Regions from separate parts of the Pan troglodytes genome. Here region 2 is linked to region 1. Evidence: chromatin contacts called from public HiChIP or PLAC-seq data. All regions are on one chromosome and are shown on one strand. Each heading gives the region's core, a stretch centred on a gene start, on an enhancer-like site or on the middle of the called end of the contact. The rest is flanking DNA. Distances are from core to core; before and after follow the strand shown.

Region 1 (2,700 bases), core at 61-2,560:
ACTGCTCCAAAGCTCTGATGGCCTAGAGTAAAGTGTTGTCTGATGCGCGCCCAGGGTGTCACTTTGGTGAGGCAGCCCACTTTTGTGGGCGCTCAAGCACGAGCGCCCCTCCGGAGCGCCATTCTGGAGGGGCGCTCATGCTTGAGGGACAGAATAGGGAGCAGCTGAGTCACAAGACAATATTACTGGGCCGTATTACAGATTGGGAAAACAGAGGTTAAAGAGTTTGATAGCAGGCCGGGTGCCGTGGCTCAAGCCTGTAATCCTAGTACTTTGGGAGGCCCAGGCGGGTGGATCACAAGGTCAGGAGATCGAGACCATCCTGGCCAACCTGGTGAAACCGTGTCTCTACTAAAAATACAAAAATTAGCTGGGCGTGGTGGTGCGTGCCTGTAATCCCAGCTACTCAGGAGGCTGAGTCAGGAGAATCTCTTGAACCAGGGAGTCGGAGGTTGCAGTGAGCTGAGATCGCGCCACTGCACTCCAGCCTAGCGGCAGAGCAAGCATCCATCTCAAAAAAAAAAAAAAAAAGTTTGATAGCTTACACACCACTAACAGGTGGCAGAGTCAGGACTTGAACGCAGGTCTAGCCAACTGCAATTCACACGCTGTATCCACTGGTCCACAAACATACCTCTCAAACATCAGGTCTTTGCTGCTCTCCTGGCCTTGGAGCCCTCTTTCCAGTTCACCTCTCAAATGGGCAACTGGGTTATATCGTTCAGGTCTTAGTTTATCCTGCCTTCATAGCCTTCATCCTTATCTTATTTTGTGATTATCTTATTTCTATAACCCCCCCAAATATAGCGCCATGAGATGGCAAGTGACAAAGTAAAATTACTTTTGCTGTTTAGCGAAAATAGCAAAAGTAATTTTAGCTACTTATAAGTAGGAATTTTGTCTTGCACCAAAGTATCCCCTGAGACTATACTTATCAATATTTGTTGAACACATGAATGAATGAGTGAATGAATGAATGAACGAATGAGTGAATGAATGCGTGGGCCTCCTGCCTAGCTTTAAAAGCCACATTCAAGGAAAAGGTGGCTATGAGCTTATCTTCCTTGGCAGAGCAGTTTTGTCCACTGTGGCGCTAGCAGAGAGCACACCCTTTGTTCTCCACGGGGTGGAAGACACCTCCTCGGCAGGCAGAGGGGAGCAGGGCTGCTGGTCTGCACCTACAGGCTGTTCTCAAACAGGCTTACCCCGCAGAGCTCTGGAAAAGAGGTGAGCAGCCCTCCCACCTGCTCTCCAGAAAGCAACCTGCAGAGAAAAACAGCCCGGGATGACCTGGATCCACCCGGCGGGCGCGGGGAGGGGCCGCAGCGGCATTGTTTGCCTCTGTGTATGGCAACCAGAAACCACCGCAGCCAGCACTTCTCAGAGGCACCCCGCCCCCCTTTATTTTAATCTCCTAAACTGATTTGTCAGCAGCAGGAAGTGACATGACAGCTTTCCTCACAAAAGGGAAACTCCTCCGCGTTACCATGGGGATGGAGGCCACTGTAGGATCACAGATTTATATAATCTTAAAGGTGTACACACAATGATGTCATCCTCTGACGGGCCAGGGGAGGGAGGGAAAGGGACGCCAGAGGCTGCAAGTCCAAAGCAAATCAGCTACGATTTGCAAAATTCCAAGGACAGGATGCGGTGGAGGTGGGGGAGGGGGAGTGTTAGAGGTATTATAATGAAATAATGGGTGCCTGGAAACCACAGAAAAGCATAATGTATGCATTGATGCATTTTCTACATCCCAGAATTAGAGAGATGGGAAGAACAGTACTCAGATCCAGTGCAAATTGGTCATTTTACGGAGTGGGAAAACTGAGCCAGGAGAACTGCCAGAAGCCATTAGGACAGAGACAAGGGGATGGAAACATTTCTCCATGGCCCACTGTGTGCCAGGCACTTTACATTCATCAGCCCATGTCTTTCTCACAAGTGAGCCTCAGTTTTGTCCTCTGTAAAATGGGTATTGCTGTTAAAGGTTACTTAACCTTAGCAGTACCTGGCACACAGTGCTCACTCTAAAACTGGCAACCATCGTTGCCACATTATCAGTATTAAAAGTCTTATTTCAATCTCTTCCTGGGAAACAAACACATTAATAGACTTTAAGTATCTTTCATCATGAGGTATTAATTTTTTCCCAAGGAAAGCAGTCTGAGGCCAAATATGAGATTTTCTGGAGGGTCTGAACACAGTGACTCCGGTACATGGGGATCGGGGGTCATCATTCCTGGCTCTCAGGGCTGGCATGAGGCAGAGTGGCTTGAGCCGGGAGAAGTGAGTGACTTGTTTTCACTGGCGGCTTCCTTAGGCAGCCGCTGTATTTTTCCACTGCGTGGATCACACTGGAGATTAATTTTGGTTCAGCCAGTGCCTGCCAAGCAGAAAGCGAAGGCCCTAGCCCACGGGGAAGTCAGCCATGGCATCTGTCACAGACTCGATGTCGCTGGTACATTTCCACGGAGAGAGATATTTACAATAGTAAATTTCTAGGCTTTGATAAAAACACTGGGTACGATTTGTTTTGATAGGCATGAACATACTTGTAATCGGAAACCCAGCTGAGGAAATGAGCTTGCCAGCCCAGGATAAGTTCTTAGAACTTAGAACACAGGGATCTTTCAGACCCTGGGAGTCAAGTGGCAGACAGTGAGCCACAGGGGCAAAGTCAAGGACACTGATTCTGCG
Region 2 (2,700 bases), core at 89-2,588, 170 kb after region 1:
ATCCCAGCACTTTGGGAGGCTGAGGCGGGGGATCACTTGAGGTCAGGAGTTCAAGACCAGCCTGGCCAACATGGCAAAACCTCATCTCTAGTGAAAATACAAAAATTAGCTGAGCATGGGGGGTGGGCACTTGTAGTCCCAGCTACTCGGGAGGCTGAGGCCGGAGAATCCCTTGAACCCAGAAGGCGGACGTTGCAGTGAGCTGAGCTGATGCCACTGCACTCCAGCCTGAGTACCAGAGCGAGACTCTATCTCAAAAAAAAAAAGAAAAAAAAAAAAAAGAAATCGGCCGGGCACGGTGGCTCATGCCTGTAATCCCAGCACTTTGGGAGGCTGAGGTGGGCGGATCACCAGGTCAGGAGTTTGAGACCAGCCTGACTAACATTGTGAAACCCCATCTCCACTAAAAGTACAAAAAATTAGCCGGGCATGGTGGCACATGCTTGCAGTCCCAGCTACTTGGGACGGTGAGGCAGGAGAATTGCTTGAACCTGGCAGACAGAGGTTGCAGTGAGCCGAGATGACACCACTGCACTCGGGTCTGGGAGATAGAGTGAGACTCCATCTCAAAAAAAAAAAGAAAAAAGAAAAGAAATCACTTGGCAAGTGGCTGAGAAATGAAGCGACTTCATTTATTCACTTAACATTTGCTAGAATTCACTATGTTCCGGCCCCTGTAGCAGGCACCAGGGTTAGCTGAATCATACGCAGTCCCTGCCTTGAAGGAGCCCCCTGCTGGAGAGGCAGATGAGTGAGCACAGGGAGCTGTGACCGGCTCTAGTGGAGATGTGCGCCAGACACTGCAGGCAAACAAGAGGGCGCCATCCCCTTTGTTTGGGAACTCTAAGAATGGAACCCTGTGATGGGCCTTGAGCTGAGGAGGAAGGGCCCGGGAAAGGGAATGCTATGCGCAGAGGTGCCCAGTATAACATGTCCTATGAAGGCCATGCCACCCCCTTTGGCAGGTGACGAACTCCCCAGTGAGCCGCTGACCTTCTGAGAGCAGGAGGCTCCAAGAAGCCACGGGGAAGACCCTTCCTTCGTCAGAGACCCAATGCCTCTATGACTCCTCCTTCTCTTCCTATCCTTGGCCACCAGCCTGTCCTCCATTTCTGCCCCATCCACCTCTGCTCAAGCGTGGGCTGGCAAAGCCCTGGGCTTGTGGGCCACACTGCTGCAGGGAACCTCCTGACATCATTAGCCTGGTGGTTCTTCTGAAGGCCCTGTGCCACCACCTTGGTTGCCATGGTAACCGTGGGGTCAGCTCTGAAGGAGCCAGCCGGCCGGCTGTCCCTGGCAGATGGCGTCATTGTGGAGCTTCAAAGGCCCTTGTCACAGGGCAGCAGATGTGGGGATGACGCCAGCACTCAGACACACACGTACACACACGGCACAAAGATCCCTGGGAGCCCTCGGAGGGCGGGGTGGGGCCGGGATGGAAGTGGAGGCACCTGCTGTGGCTTCTCTTTCTCTCTTTTTAAAATCAAACACTTGCGTGCAAAGCCCCTAAACGGCAAATGGGGGCCTCTGCAAATAGCTCCTTAGAGGGGCTGCAGATGAAGAGGGGCTTAGGTCGGGATGTCGTCATGTGGTGGCTGCGGGGCTGGGAGGCAGCTGTGGGTGGGCTGGAGGGAGGGTAGAGGCAGGTGGGGCCTCCCAGATGCATTGCCAAGTGTTTAGTACCTGGCTGCTTCCAGGTTGCCCCCTCCAGGATCTCATTGTCCCAAAAGGGCTTGTTTATCCCTAGCCTACAGCAGTTTTTCCTCCTGGAAGTCTTTAGCCAGGCTTCTTGGAGCTTCTCTCTCTCGGCACGTGGGGCACCTTGCTCAGAGCGATGCTCTGTGCTATATCAGAACATTCCAGCGCCAAGGGAATAAACAGATCGTGTTTGACAACATGCAAGTAATCCCCTCCAAAGTGCTCCCCTCCCACACACACATTTGTCCTCTGCCACTTGCTGTAGCTCCCTTTTTGAGATTGAGATTGCCTTCAAGTGGGTTGTGGTGACAGACTGGATGGCTTCAGAGGTGTCAGATCTCTTTCCTTGCATGGTTTATTTTAATTTGGAGGAAGAGCCAGAAGTCACAAAGTGCCAGTTGGGCCAGTATGGCCGGGATGGTTTTTGCCCACCAAGAAGTACCGGATGGCGATGACACCCTCCCATTGCGTGCTACTCAAAACCTGTCATTCTTGAAGAGTTGCGCAGCTCACTTAACTCAAGTGGTGCTCAGGGCCCTTGGCCAGGGCTTAACCTGAGTATGAGGGAGAGTTGCTACAGGGAGCCCCACCCACAGACGTTCCTCTCTGCTGCCCTCTTTCATGCTTTCTAACCTGGGGACTAATCCCCCAGACTTTAGATTGCCCTGCATGGTTGTCAGGCCTGATGATGACCTCCGGGTCTGACTTACCTGTGTCCCCAGCATCCAGTGAAGGGCCTGGCCTGGACACAGGTGCTCGGAAATGTGTAAGAGGCAGCTGCCTAAAGAAGTGATCATATTTTCAGCTGGGCGCGGTGGCGCACACCTGTAATTCCAGCACTTTGGGAGGCCAAGGTGGGCAGATCGCCTGAGGCTAAGAGTTCAAGACCAGCCTGGCCAATATGGCGAAACTTCGTCTCTACTAAAAATACAAAAAATTAGCCAGGTGTGGTGGTGCACGCCTGTAGTCCCAGCTACTGTGGAGGCTGAGACAGGAGATCTT

What was found. HiChIP or PLAC-seq counts read pairs in DNA pulled down with a chosen protein or histone mark.
Region 2: a contact with region 1 is called in an H3K4me3 HiChIP or PLAC-seq map of stem cell-derived excitatory neurons, with 6 times the contacts expected there. The contact joins two enhancer-like sites. A contact is called at or near these places in 1 of 7 Hi-C or Micro-C datasets (stem cell-derived neural progenitor cells) and 1 of 1 datasets of contacts at active chromatin or transcription factors (stem cell-derived excitatory neurons).

Annotation. Positions count from the first base shown.
Region 1 is chr4:170,427,746-170,430,445 of NHGRI_mPanTro3-v2.0_pri, forward strand. No RefSeq gene overlaps it. Among named protein-coding and RNA genes, the nearest start is that of DUSP1, 5.9 kb to the right of the region's middle. Within about 2 kb of position 1,311, at least 22 of the 24 cell types and tissues checked have an H3K27ac peak or open chromatin away from gene starts, as enhancers often do. A contact at or near this core is called in stem cell-derived excitatory neurons and stem cell-derived neural progenitor cells, where this site is marked.
Region 2 is chr4:170,601,768-170,604,467 of NHGRI_mPanTro3-v2.0_pri, forward strand. All of the region lies in intron 9 of ERGIC1 (endoplasmic reticulum-golgi intermediate compartment 1), which reads left to right. Among named protein-coding and RNA genes, the nearest start is that of RPL26L1, 19 kb to the right of the region's middle. Within about 2 kb of position 1,339, at least 15 of the 24 cell types and tissues checked have an H3K27ac peak or open chromatin away from gene starts, as enhancers often do. A contact at or near this core is called in stem cell-derived excitatory neurons and stem cell-derived neural progenitor cells, where this site is marked.